Regions from separate parts of the Sus scrofa genome. Here regions 1, 2, 3 and 5 are each linked to region 4. A link is a contact called in public HiChIP or PLAC-seq data. All regions are on one chromosome and are shown on one strand. The core of a region is the stretch at or near the end of the contact, and the rest is flanking DNA. Distances in the headings are between cores, read along the strand shown.

What was found. HiChIP or PLAC-seq counts read pairs in DNA pulled down with a chosen protein or histone mark.
Region 1: a contact with region 4 is called in an H3K27ac HiChIP or PLAC-seq map of skeletal muscle. The contact joins two enhancer-like sites. A contact is called at or near these places in 2 of 2 datasets of contacts at active chromatin or transcription factors (alveolar macrophages and skeletal muscle).
Region 2: a contact with region 4 is called in an H3K27ac HiChIP or PLAC-seq map of skeletal muscle. The contact joins two enhancer-like sites. A contact is called at or near these places in 1 of 47 Hi-C or Micro-C datasets (skeletal muscle) and 2 of 2 datasets of contacts at active chromatin or transcription factors (alveolar macrophages and skeletal muscle).
Region 3: a contact with region 4 is called in an H3K27ac HiChIP or PLAC-seq map of alveolar macrophages. The contact joins two enhancer-like sites. A contact is called at or near these places in 2 of 47 Hi-C or Micro-C datasets (heart right ventricle and skeletal muscle) and 2 of 2 datasets of contacts at active chromatin or transcription factors (alveolar macrophages and skeletal muscle).
Region 5: an H3K27ac HiChIP or PLAC-seq map of alveolar macrophages shows a contact between it and region 4. The contact joins two enhancer-like sites. A contact is called at or near these places in 1 of 47 Hi-C or Micro-C datasets (alveolar macrophages) and 1 of 2 datasets of contacts at active chromatin or transcription factors (alveolar macrophages).

Annotation. Positions count from the first base shown.
Region 1 is chr14:99,327,462-99,330,161 of Sscrofa11.1, reverse strand. It overlaps a transcript of SGMS1 not described here. Among named protein-coding and RNA genes, the nearest start is that of SGMS1, 110 kb to the right of the region's middle. Within about 2 kb of position 1,406, at least 12 of the 83 cell types and tissues checked have an H3K27ac peak or open chromatin away from gene starts, as enhancers often do. A contact at or near this core is called in skeletal muscle, where this site is marked.
Region 2 is chr14:99,433,189-99,435,888 of Sscrofa11.1, reverse strand. It overlaps a transcript of SGMS1 not described here. Among named protein-coding and RNA genes, the nearest start is that of MINPP1, 140 kb to the left of the region's middle. Within about 2 kb of position 1,333, at least 7 of the 83 cell types and tissues checked have an H3K27ac peak or open chromatin away from gene starts, as enhancers often do. A contact at or near this core is called in alveolar macrophages and skeletal muscle, where this site is marked.
Region 3 is chr14:99,399,738-99,402,437 of Sscrofa11.1, reverse strand. It overlaps a transcript of SGMS1 not described here. Among named protein-coding and RNA genes, the nearest start is that of MINPP1, 170 kb to the left of the region's middle. Within about 2 kb of position 1,382, at least 31 of the 83 cell types and tissues checked have an H3K27ac peak or open chromatin away from gene starts, as enhancers often do. A contact at or near this core is called in alveolar macrophages and skeletal muscle, where this site is marked.
Region 4 is chr14:99,199,113-99,201,812 of Sscrofa11.1, reverse strand. The region is part of intron 1 of SGMS1 (sphingomyelin synthase 1); the gene reads left to right. Among named protein-coding and RNA genes, the nearest start is that of SGMS1, 16 kb to the left of the region's middle. Within about 2 kb of position 1,337, at least 4 of the 83 cell types and tissues checked have an H3K27ac peak or open chromatin away from gene starts, as enhancers often do. A contact at or near this core is called in alveolar macrophages and skeletal muscle, where this site is marked.
Region 5 is chr14:99,364,226-99,366,925 of Sscrofa11.1, reverse strand. It overlaps a transcript of SGMS1 not described here. Among named protein-coding and RNA genes, the nearest start is that of SGMS1, 150 kb to the right of the region's middle. Within about 2 kb of position 1,360, at least 5 of the 83 cell types and tissues checked have an H3K27ac peak or open chromatin away from gene starts, as enhancers often do. A contact at or near this core is called in alveolar macrophages, where this site is marked.

The DNA.
Region 1 (2,700 bases), core at 157-2,656, 130 kb before region 4:
TCATTTATGGGTTATTATGAGCCAGTCACTGTGCCAGAGGATGACTTCCTTTTCCTCATTATATTCCGCTGTGATACCAAGAGAGCTGTTGTTAACCCTGATCTATGGATGAGGGAAGTGGCCCCAGGTTGCAGCTCCACGATTCACATCACCCTTCCCCCTCAAGGACCGTGGGGACCCCTCAAAGTTATTGACCCCTACACCCCAGTCCTCCAGTGTGGTCTGCACACCAAACTGGTGACACCTTTGATATGCTTAGATCATTTAACTCTTTGAATATTCGAGATGCTCTTCTGTGCATCCTCATTTTTCCTTAAATAGAGATCTCACATCATGAGTGATTGTAGTTTAACGTAGAGTATTGCTGCTGCACAGCACCCCCTGTGAACTCACACTCGGCCTAAAGCCTAGGTGTCCTTGGATCTGGCTGAGCGGCTGGGGCTGATGGGAGGGAGAGTCTGCCCTCAGCCACACTCAGAACATCTTCCTCCCGGAGATCTGCTGTGGGAGATTAAGTGGCCTCATCCTGTCTCAGGCTGAGCTGGGGTGCACTGTAACCAGGGGAGCCACTGGAATGGAGGCCTTGCTGGAATAGACCTTCTTCTGGGAGTTGCCACTCTGGGGCATTAGCATGTTGGGGTTTGAAGCTCCTAAGAATGGCACGAGGCCATGTAGGGCTGCTTCTCCAAAGAGCTTCCAAATGCCAAGCGCATGTCATAGCTGCCTTGGTCTGGCCTGGGATGCCCAGCCGTAGCTGGTAAGTGGTGTGGTACCAGGCTGTTGGCTGTTAGCTGGCTCATTTGGGCAGAGGCAAGGATTGGATTCCACACTGACCTGGTTGCAGGTGATGGTTTTGCCACTGGGATTGTAAAATTCAGGGCGCTGTTCAGGGTACGGGGTGACTCCCATAGCTCAGGCCTTGGTCCACACGCTCTTGTATGGAAAGAAGTGTGATTGATTGTGTGTGCAAAATGGTGTTTATTGCTTCTCCAGAGTGAGCGTTGTTTGATAAAGGGGTGTCAGAACCGCCTGCTTTTCAGCCTGTTTAGCTTGCCTCCAGCTGGCCCGGGCCCAGGGCCTCTGTGTTCCTGGGCTTCTGTCACTTAGAAGAGCTGCATGGTAGTGCAGAGACAAGGGCCTGCTTGTGTGAATTCATACCAGTGGCAGCTGCAAGAAAGGAGACTGATAAAGTCCTGTTTTGCTTTTGCTCAACTCTAAAGGATATTTTTTGGATTTGTATAACATGACAGTGTTCCTTAGGAAAGCTTAACTTGGAGCATTTATTCTAAGGGTCCTAGGGATTTTTTTTGAGGGCAGGTGCTGTCTGTCAGAAGGATAATCCAACAGGGATGGGGCTGTTGGCTGGACCTATTGCCATTGGGCTGGGTGATCTTGTGCCAGTCACTCCCCATCTCCCGGCCTGTAAGCCCGGGGAGCTGTGACTAGGGTGGCTGAGTAGTTTGCAGCACTCAGTACACACTTTGGGTACTGGTACACTTGGTACTAGAGCCCTGGGTCCCAAATGATGCACTTTGCTGAGGATTTGGAGCCCCACGGAGCTACTTCTGATTCCCAGGTCTTGGCATTTTATTAGCTCTGTGAGCCTCCTTTTCAGAGGGGGCTCAAGTCACTTGGATCATGATGCGGCCACCAAGATTCAGTTCAGTTGAATGAAGCAGTGTATGAGGATGGCACTTTGCTAAGTGTCTGGCTTGTGGTAGGGTACAGCCAGGGGTGGCTGCCGTCAACTGTAAACTGCGTGGGATGTGAGGGTCTTGTGACACTGTCCTTTTTGCCGCAGTGGGAGTGGCTCCCATTAGCTTTAATTAACAAGGAAAACATTTTGGTAACTGTGGACCTGTGAGTTCTTCTTCCACGGTTCTCTGTTCTTTCCGGTGACTGATCCGTGAGGTCTCAGGAGGGCACCAGATCTGCTTACTGGGCTTCCCATTAGGAAGATGATTCTATAACATGAAACAAAGCTGAAAACAAACAGTCTAAACAACTCAACTTGGGACATCTCGGTTTGGGACTTCATTATTTTGGGATGGTTTTTTCATAGTTCCTACCTTTGGTTATTAGAAGAGAAATTTGTATAGACATACAGTTGTCAATGAAAAAATGTTGCCTTCATTATCAGTAAACAAAGGATGCCACAGCCATCAAGCCACCACAGATGCTCCAGTTGGTGATGGAGAAGCTCTCATCCACTGCAGTCACCACAAACTGCACCCTGAGGGATTCAGGATGGAGAAAAGCAGGACACTGGCTCCAGATAGTTGAAGTGCATATCAAAGTGATGATTTCAGGGAGTCTAGACCCTTATATCTTTTCATATGTAGAAAAGCACTGAATTCCTTAAGATATGTGATTTTCTGTAATGAAGAGTAATCTTTTGAAGTTCTGACTACCTGGTCTTTGTTGCAAAAACTCTTGTATATCCTGGCTCCTCCCTTATCTCTTCTGAGCAGTCTTTCAGAGCTGTCTGAGGGGCTGTGTCCCAGGCTTAAGTCCTCAGTTTTATCTGCCAAATAAAACATAATTCTTAACTTTTGGGTTGTCCTTTTTTTTTTTTTTCCTGTAGCTACAGCTCTGATTCAACCCCTAGCCTGGGAACCTCTGTATGCCATGTGGGTGCCCCCCACCCCAAAAAGACATAAATAATTAATTAAGACAAAACAAAACAAATATCTATTGAAC
Region 2 (2,700 bases), core at 84-2,583, 230 kb before region 4:
ATCACAGCCACAGCAACGCCAGATCTAAGCCACGTCTGTGACCTATGCCACAGCTCACAGCAATGCCAGATCCTTAACCCACTGAGTGAGGTCAGGGATCAAGCCTGTGTCCACATGGATGCTAGTCAGATTCATTTCTGTTGAGTCATGACAGGAACACCTCTCCTGGTCTTTTGCGGATAGGTATGTTGTATAGAGTCATAGAGTTATGGAGTAGATTTTAAAAAGTCTTTCATTTAAATAGGTGACCTCTGGAATAAAATAACATCCTTTTTTTTTTTTTTTTTTTGTCTCTTCTAGGGCTGCACCTGTGGCATATAGAGATTCCTAGGCTAGGGGTCTAATTGGAGCTGTAGAGCTGTAGCCGCTGGCCTACGCCAGAGCCACAACAACGCAGGATCCGAGCTGTGTCTGCGACCTACACCACAGCTCACAGCAATGCTGGATCCTTTTTTTTTTTTTTTTTTGTCTTTTGTCCTTTTAGGACTGCATCTGCAGCATATGGAGGTTCCCAGGTTAGGGTCTAATCAGAGCTGCAGCTGCTGGCCTACACAAGAGCCACAGCAACACCAGATCCAAGCCGCATCTGCAACCTATACCACAGCTCACGGCAACGCTGGATCCTTAACCCACTGAGCAAGGCTGGGTATTCAACCCGAACCTCATGGTTCCTGGTCGGATTTGTTAACCACTGAGCCACGATGGAAACTCCCAAAATAACACCCTTGTTTGATAGTCAGATAATCTATATATTTCGTTAGTCACTTTTGGCCATCAGTCAAATGTTTTATTTCAAAGAGTAACTGTAATTCTGTCTGAATAAAATTTTTGATTCACAATGCAAGATAGCATTAGAGATGTGTCTCTGGGAAAAAAGATAATTGGAGTCTTTTTGTACCATTAAAATTTTGATCAGGAGTTCTCTTCATGGCTCAGCAGTTAGTGAACCCGACTAGCGTCCATATGCCTCGGGTGCGGCCCTATAAAGACAAAAAGACCAATAAATAAATAAATAAATAAAATAAAATTTTGAGCGTAGCGAACTAACCTGGCCCCAGGTCAGGTAGCTAGGCGAACAGTTGCCAGTTTACAGTTGATGTCTCTTTTCCATTTTGCACTTGGCTGAATGGGAGTGCTGGTTCTGAGGGGCAGAGCCTGCTGTTCCCTGGCCCTCTGGTAAGTCGCAGTGGGGTTCCACAGGGGCGGGAGAGGAACGTGGTGGTGGGGACGTGGCAGAGAGGTGGGGCTCCTGCCTGTGTGCCCTGCATGGACTGGGATACCAAGAGATCTGTCTTCACTGTTGCCGGGTGTGTTAGGCAGAGCAGGAGGTTATGATCAAAAGAGGAACATGAGCAGATGTCTCAAGGCTATTTATACTCAGCATGTCTGTATCTGCCATCCTCTGCTGAGCCCCTTTTAATCTTCCTTGACCACTCCACTGAGATGGCTGTTCTGACCTTACTTCTGACCCTCTGGGATCCAGTGTTCCTTCATCTTCCTCCTTGACTCTTTGGGAGCCCCCTTCTTTCATTTTCTTTTCCTTCTTTGGGTCTTTGGGACTCTCTACACATCCCATTCTCTTATCTCCCTAACAGTTCCTTCTCTGATGCCTCCCCTGGTGCCTCTGCCTGCTCCGTCCATCCCTCAGTCTACCTGCCTGGTAGCCTGACCTGTGCAGCCTCATGTCCGGTGGGTGGTTCCCTCTCTTGGAGGCTGGATGGCGGGGGATGGGGTCCACCTGGTAAAGGGCCCTGATTCCTTACTATTTGGGAGGCCTGGTCAGTGTAGCTTAGGCCCTGTAACTCAGTGTAACTCAGACCATGTGGGAGGAAGTAGTGGAGAAAGTGCAGAGCCTTTTTTGCACCCAAGCCTCTATTTTAGGCATAAACTCTAGGAGTCAGAACTATTGATATGTAGATTAAATCTGATCTTTCTCATTTTCTGATCTGTATTTCATTTCCAGATTTGTTAATGTGACTCCTACTGGAGTAGATAGTGGCCCTATATTTTAAGTTTTGTGCTATTTCCAATTTTTGAAAATTCAGTAAATAATAAAATCTCAACCTGCTCACGTAGACTTTAGCTTGTTCTTTTCCTCTGTCTGCATGCAGAGGACGAGGCTTGTACACTCTCCACAGTAACAAATGTTTATAAAGATAGGTAGTATTAGAAATTGACTTTACGAATTCATTTTTTTTTTTTGGATCTCCTGTTGTGGCTCCACAGTAGTCAACCTGACTAGTATCCATGAGGACGCGGGTTTGATCCCTGGCCCTGCTCAGTGGGATAACGATCTGGTGTTGTGACAAGTTGTGGTGTAGGTTGCAGATGCGACTCGGATCCCACGTTGCTGTGGTTGTGGTGTAGGCCAGCAGCTGCATCTCTGATTCCACCCCTAGCCTGGGAACTTCCATATGCCACGGATGCAGCCCTAAAAAGAAAAAGAATTTATTTTTTTTTCCTTTTATAGATGTGTTGCCAGTTTCATTTTTTGATCCCTTCAGATATTATAGCTGTTTCATTTAAAGCAGTTACGCAATATTTCTTTTATGACCATAGAGGATTATACAGTTTAGCTCTCTTTTTTTCTTTTTGGCTGCATTTGCAGCATGTGGATATTCCCAGGCCAGGGATCAAATCCAAGCAGCTGCAGCCTACGCCACAGCTGCAGCAATGCTGGATCCTTAATCCACTACACCA
Region 3 (2,700 bases), core at 133-2,632, 200 kb before region 4:
CATAGGCTGCCTGGGAATTGGTAAAGTGACCTTATAAAGCTGTGATTCTTAATGTTTTAATTTTTTAGAGTTTACTTTTCCCTCCACTAAGGGCAAAGGAATTTGTTTATAAAACAGACAATTTATTAGCTGGTTGTTGCTGTTGAATTTTTTTTTTTTTTTTTTTTTTTTACTTTTGGTTAGTAATTTGATCCTTGGGCAACAAGAGATAACTAGTGTTTACTGTTGGACTTGATAAAATCCTCCCCCCTCCTTTTATGGCCACATCTGTGGCATATGGAAGGTCCCAGGCTGGGGGTCAGATCAGAGCTGCAGTTGAGGCCTGAGCTGCAGGTGACGCCCATGCCACAGCCACACTGGATCCTAGCTGCATCTGTAACCTATGCTGCAGCTCGAGGAAACACCGGATCTTAACCCACTGAGTGAGGCTAGGGATCAAACCCACACCCTCACGGAGAAGATGTCAGGTCTTTAACTTCTTGAGCCATAATAGGAACTCCTGGACTTGATAAAATTCTTGTCAGAGGCAGGCTGTTTTATCATTTAGATTGTGCGGAAAGATAGTGGGCAGAAGCAATTTCTTTTACCTTTTTTTGAAATAGCAGAGAATTAAAGGGCCCACTATATGATGTGATTAGAACCTTAATAGGGGACTGTAGTTATAGTGCAGTAGCACATAAACCTTGAATGTATCTCTCATATTACTCACGAAGTCTTAATTCTTACTTTGGAGTTGAATTTCATATGTGATATGGGGTATTAGCTATACTTATAAGGGTCCAGATTATGCTGATATTTTTCAGTATTATGAAAAAATATATAAATTCAGAATAGTTGAGGCCCACAAGGAATAACGGTGGCAAAATTAACCTGAGGCTTAATAGCAGATTTAGTAGAAAAGGGTTTCTGTTCTGCTCTGTGATTTTTATGAAATTGAGCTCTAGTCCTTTACTGCCCTTGCTGTTGAGGAACCAAGAATCTGAGCTGTTTCTCATGAGACTTCTTTGGCAAGTGAGGAAGCCTGGTTCAAATAGTAAAGATTATGAAAACAATACCTTCCATTTTCCCCCAAACTTCCTCCTTGGAATGAGAAGCCAGGAAGCCTAGAAAAGTTTTCCGTTAGTTTTCATGGCATCTTTCCCTTGGAAGGTACATGGTTTGCAGGGCTTTGCCAGTACAAAACTGTTTTAATCAGTGTACCCAGGCATTCCTAGAAGGTCAGCAAAAGACCTTGCAAAAGGGCCATGGAGAAGATTAGTCACCATTGTTGTCATTGGGGCACACTAGGTGCCAGATGCCATCTGGAAGCCTTGTCACAGCAACCTCCTGCGTTGGGGATCACCCTAGCTTGTTTGGAGGGAACAGGAAGCCTCTGGGAGGTTCAGCCCAGGTTGCGTAATAGTGGCTGAGTCAGCGTTGCCTCCAGATCCATTGGCCTCTAAAGTGTACACTTTTAAGTACCATGTTTTGTTGCCTTCGAGCTAGGAAAAAACTTCCCCTCTCCAAAAATCTGTTTTCTTTCTCCTCTGTCACGTTGCCCCCATTCCCTGGCGTCCTTACCGTTCATCCCCCTACCCCACCAAACAAGCTTGCAGTCTACACCATTTATTACATCTGTGGGCGTCCCAGGCAGCACGTATAGCCCCCACGTCTTTGGAACAAAGAAATACCACCTCAGTACATTGTAGATTATTTCCCCTTTTATGTAGGGGAAAAGTATCGCAGGAACATAAACCTATTTGTGTGTGGGTTTTTTTTTTTTTTTTTTTTTTTTTTTGGTCTTTTTGCCTTTTCTTGAGCTGCTCCCCTCGGCATATGGAGGTTCCCAGGCTAGGAGTCTAATCAGAGCCATAGCCCCCAGCCTACACCAGAGCCACAGCAACGCAGGATCCGAGCCGCATCTGCAACCTACACCACAGCTCACAGCAACGCCAGATCCTTAACCCACTGAGCAAGGTCAGGGATCGAACCCACAACCTCATGGTTCCTGGTCGGATTCATTAACCTCTGAGCCACGACGGGAACTCCAGTACGTGGGGTTTTTTAAACCAACCTTTACTCTTAGTAAAGGTTTGGGAAAATGAGGCTAGGAATTATGAATGGGATAGAAGTAGGCTAGGAATTATGAATGGGATAGATGAATGGGAGCTCAGCTGGTGTGGGCTTGGAGTAAAGGAAGGGGATTTAGCCGGCTGGAAACCTTGAAGGAGACAGCAGGAGATCCTCAGGGTTCCTTTTGGCTCAAAAATAATGTTATTCTCCTCTTTCCTGCGTTTGTTCCTTCCTTTATTCTTTCATTCCTTTCTTCATTCAAGCGTTCAAGCACTCACCAAGCATCCTTGAGTCAGAGACCTTGAATAGCTCTTTTTGGTGCTATGTAAGAACAAAAGGGTTGAAAAATTTTATCTGTCTCCTTTAATGGGAGGGAAAGGATTTTGGAAGAAATAGAAATATGTATCTCTACCTGTTTAAAAATATTGCTCTTGTAGCCCTGAATGCTTTTTGCTCATAAAAATGGGATGTTTGATATATTACAGAAATATGATCTGGGCAAGAGCGTTTAAAAAATCATGAGGTTCACACCCCATCTGCTTTTTTTTTTTTCCTTTCCTACTGAACTAGACAAATGTTCCTAAACCCTTTCCCATACCTGAAGGGTGGCATATGAATAAAATCGGGAGGCAGAACACATAATCATTT
Region 4 (2,700 bases), core at 88-2,587:
ACAGCAACGCGGGATCCGAGCCGCGTCTGCAACCTACACCACAGCTCATGGCAACGCCGGATTGTTAACCCACTGAGCAAGGGCAGGGACTGAACCCGCAACCTCATGGTTCCCAGTCGGATTCGTTAACCACTTCGCCACGACGGGAACTCCCAACTGATTTTTTTTTTAAGGGCTGTACCCAAGGCATGAGGAAGTACCCAGGCTAAGTGTTGAATCAGAGCTGTAGCTGCCCGCCTACACCACAGCCACAGCAGTGCGGTGTCTGATACATGTCTGCAACCTAAACCACAGCTCACAGCAATGCCAGATCCTTAACCCACTGAATGACGCCAGGGATTGAACCCAAGTCCTCATATACTAGTCGGGTTCATTTCCGCTGAGCCACGAAGGGAACTCCCTCTTAACTGATTTTTAAGAACTCTTCATATTTGCAGTCTGTGACAGGTTAAAAAAAGTTTTGTCTTTTAATTTCACTTATGGGGTTATTTTGGTTGGTCTTTTTATGGTTATCTGATTTCCCATGTGGGTCGATGTTAGATATTTCATAAATGCCTGTGAACTTGCATTGAGTTGAGAGAACACTTTACATATGACTCATTTTGAACTTAATTTAGTACAATATAACAGTGATACATGTTCAAAGCTTTATAAGAGTAAAGAACTTATTTCATCTAATGCATACTAGCCTTAACTGTCCTTGTTCAGATCTTTTAATTTTATCATGCCTTTTAAAAAAGTTAACTAATTTTACAACTTCTGTAATTTTACATAATATTTTTATGGTTCAGCTATCGTCATTGATTTAGCTGCAAGATTCTAATTTTGTTGCATTAAGTTATAGTTTTGGAAGCCAGAAAATAAAGCTTTTTACATTTTTTATATCAAGCCATTATAAATATTTTAGTGATTGTCTAAGGTTAGTGCTTCTGATAAACTGTGTGCTCTTTAATTGTAGACTTTTATACTTCTTTGAGGTCCTACACTCTAGACATGGTCTTGTTTAAGTGACTTTAGGATAGTTCAGATATGCCGTATGTTTGCCTGGAGAACTGTGGAAATGGCTGTGTTGCTCATTATGGAGTCACTAGATACACATTAGAGTCATGGGTATAAGGGAAGGAGCATCAATTTATGGATTAGGGGGAAGAAAAAAAAAGGTGTTCTAGTCCCTGTAATTCCATACCTAGTTGTATTGCTTAGGCACATGATCTCTATTAGAGATCTCTGTCTCCAAAATCCTTCATAATTTGGGGTTAAGGTGCTGTGATGAGTCTATAATTTCATAGACTTTCTGCTGCCCCCTGGTGGTATCCTACCTTAGTCCAAGGCTAGATCTGCAGTCCCTTTGTCAACAACCTGAGCCTGTGCTTCAGTGCTGACCTGTGTGATGGGTGAGCGTCATCCTTCTGTGCAGTGGAGCTTTGGTGCTACTGACCATTGGCCAGTTGATAAAGGAGCTCGGTGAAGGTGGGCCCTGGAGGTTTGGGAAATTATCAGATAGATAGAACCAAGAAGTCATGGTCAGTGGTAACGGGAGAAAAGCTGATGAGTTGATGGATATTTATTTTTAAGAGTTGGTATAATTGTTGTCAGAAAAAAATGCTTAATGCATCTTTTTTGAGTATGGAGGTGAAGGTAAAGACACCTTAATTAACACTTGCTTTCCCTGAAATCCAGGAGCCCAGGGAAAGGAGACTGTCAGGGGACAAATTTATGGGGGAAAACTAGAACATGGCGAAGACCACAGGGTGTACCTTAAGGTGTCATCAATTTAGAATTTACCCCTTTAGAGGGTCTCTAGTCTGAAAATAGTTTAAACTTATCCAGCTATTATTAAAGTAGTATTAGGCATTTATTTTGGGACTGTAGACTTGAACTTGATTTCCTCTCTCCAGGCCTATCAGTTGCTGCTAATTTTGAAACATGGTGATAGTCCCCAGGGTCATCTTCCTTAAATTAGCTCTCCTCTTACCTCAGTGAGTTAAGTATATTTTTCTAAGTGTAGATTTAGGAGAGATTTGGTAGATTTTTTTTTTTTTTTTCTTCTCATTGAAATGAAAAAGCTTTGGTTTCCCAGCTACTGGAGATTTCTAATCCTCAGTGACAATAAAACTTCACTCGAGTTAAGGTTTTTTATCTTATATTAAGAAGTTGTGTTCTTTTTTTTTTTTTTGCCTTTTTGCCTTTTCTAGGGCCCCTCCCATGGCATATGGAGGTTCCCAGGCTAGGGATCTAATTGGAGCTGTAGCCGCCGGCCTAGGCCACAGCCACAGCAACTCGGGATCTGAGCCGAGTCTGTGACTAACACCACAGCTCATAGCAAGGCCAGGGATCAAACCCACAGCCTCATGGTTCCTAGTCAGATTCATTAACCACTGAGCCACGACAGGAACTCCAAGAAATTGTGTTCTTTTCTTTTAGCCTACTTTTAATGTTACCATCACTAGGCAATTCCCAATTTAAATATACTTTAAATTAGTTTTATCTTATTATTATGCATGGTGATCAGGGCCCCAGGCTTCCAAAGTCTTTAGGTTATTAAAAGTAGTAATGCTTCTGAGTAAAATCATCAGCACACATCTAACTAAAAATTTCCAACAATTTCTAGGTAGTGGCAGCATTACTTCTGGGAGAGAAGTAATTTAGAAAATGAAATATTAAACCTTCTAGGACATTTTGATGGTGTATAAGAGAAAA
Region 5 (2,700 bases), core at 111-2,610, 170 kb before region 4:
CACCCTTTGACTCAGTGAGCCTACTTCTAGGAGTAGTTTCTAAGGAAATGACTAAAGTTTTGTTCCGAGATTTAGCTCTGAGTGTGCTTCGTGAGCATTATTTGAAATTGAATGTTGGGAGCCCCACAGATGGCCCCCCAAAGGGCCTTGAATGAACACGTTGTAATTCATCTATGTAATGGAATATTCTGTAACCATGACAGTGCTGCTGAAGAAAAATATTCACATGGGACAAAAATGTTTGAAAAATAGGTTGTAATAGAATATGTAAGGTTAATGTTTCATTAAGGAAATATGGAAACATAGAGGGGAGAAAACCTGGAAGGGCATTAATCAAAATGTTCCCTTGGAGTATCTTTAAGTGGTTGAATTCCAAGTATCCGGAGTTCATTCTTAGGGCTTGAGTACTTAGAATGTTTAATTTGAACATGTGTAATTATTTTTGTCATTAAAATAGTTAAATACAGTAAATAAAAATATGATCAGATGTTTTAAATGGTGCCTCATCAACTTGTTATCCAAATATTTCAGTATTTAATCACTTTAAATTCAAACATTCCTGGCAGTTCTAAGGAACTGTTAGCCCATCACACCTTATTCTGAATTAGCTGATCAGGCGCACAAAGGAAATGAGAATTCTGATTACAAGGAATAAATGTGAGTGGGAGTCAATTTAAAAAGTGGAAAGAAAGAAGGGGTATCAGTACAATTCAGAGGAATGTAGATAAACTAGTTCAATATGTTGATATTGGAGTTCCCATCGTGGCACAGCGGAAACTAATCCGACTAGAACCATGAGGTTGCGGGTTTGATCCCTGGCCTCGCTTAGCGGGTTAAGGATCCAGCATTGCCGTGAGTCGTGGTGTAGGTCGCAGACACGACTCAGATATGGCGTTGCTGTCACTGTGTGTAGGCCAGCAGCTGTAGCTTCTATCAGACCACTAGCCTGGGAACCTTCATATGTTGTGGGTGCGGCCCCAAAAAGACAAAAGACAAAAGACAAAAAAAAAAAAAAAAAAAAAAAAAAAAAGGGTAATACTAACATTATTTGCCTAGTTTGAAACTCTTCCTGGGAAGTTCCCTGCTGAAACATCATACAATCATGTCTCTTACCATGGCTGAGAAACACCCACCAAGCCTAGGCTTGGCTCTCTTGCCCCCAGAGTAGCTGAATCAGAGGTGTGAGAGCACCTCAGGTGTTAGAACTGACTTTCAGAAGAGTTACATGTCCAGCTGAGGGCCTGGTCCACAATAGACTTCTAATTCTTAAAGGTGAGGCCACAGAGCTATGTGAGTGAATCAGCCCATTAAGCATTTAAGGAAATGCTTTGCAGCAGCATTTCTTGGTATATACCCTGTGGGGAATTCCCCGGTGGCCTAGTGGGTTAAGGATTTGAGATTGTTACTATTGTGGCTTCGGTCCCTACTGTGGCACATATTCGATCCTTGGCCTGGGAACTTTCACATGCCATGGGTGTGGACAAAAAAAAAAAAGAAAATAAAAAGAAAGAAAAAAGAGAATATACACTGTGGGACACTGTGCTTATGAGAAGGCCCAATAGGGGATTGGGACCAGTAGTTTTGTAAAAGACAGGTCAGCGTGTTCACCAGCCCCTCTGCCCTGAGTTGTATCTCACATTTGGTATGTTGAGGCTCCAGAAGTTTTGCGTTAAAGGCATCTTTTGGATTTGGGTTAACCCTGAGTTTACTAAATTTACTTAGCTATAGATTTTTCTTTCATGTAAGGATTAAAAAACCTATTTAGGTGAAGATAGATAGTCTTACATGTGAATATAAGGTGGCCTTTTGCTTTGAGGGCCCTCGTTCTGGTTGGTATTTAGAGCTGAGAGCTTTGAGTGTACTCTGTGGACAAGGCACCCAGGAAAATATAGATTTTCCGCACCCGCTTGGGACACACTCACTATTCTAGGAACACTGTAAAGCGAGGCCTGAGTTCACATGAGAAGAAGGGTCTGTCTAGGCTGGTGATCTGCAACTCATGAGGTCTGGTATAGTCTAGGATCCTGTTTTTGCTGAAATCTCAAATGACAGGTTAGCAAGAAATAGATAATAGTGTTAGTGCCTCTTGCCCTCTCCTGACTTCCCTTCAGTGAGTATATATTACCATATGGAGTGCTCCTTCCTCCTAAGATTTATTAATAAAATAATGGGCATACAGTATTTCCAGCCCATTTCCTTTTGGAAAGAACAAGGTAGACAAGCCGGTAATACACTCTGCAGTTGAAAGGTCCCTGGTGCCACATCTGGCAGCTCTCCGCTCTCCCTGATGGAAGGAGGCATTCTGGGGGCACAGGGGCTTGTGAGCCAGGGATTCATTCCTGCTGATCCCCCTTGACTTGGAGATCCTGAGTCATCATCAGTGGGCCTGGGCCTGCTGGAAAGTCAGAGAAGCTGGAGTCAGGCTGGGAGCTAATGCTTGCAGAGCCACTGCCACCTTCTCTGGCTGCCGTCATTCTGTGAGGACTTCGGTTCTTCCCAAGTCTGGGGAGGTTAAGTCTGGGTTAAGACTTTTCATTTTTTAAATTCCATCGTGGGGTCCCAGACTTGGGAGACCAGGATCACAGAAAGATAGTATGGAAAAAAGATATTTTCAGTAAAAATTGTTTAGGCTTCTCATAAAAAGGGATTCAGTAGACCCTTTAGGAGGAGAACACTCTTATTTATAAGAGAGTGGCCAGA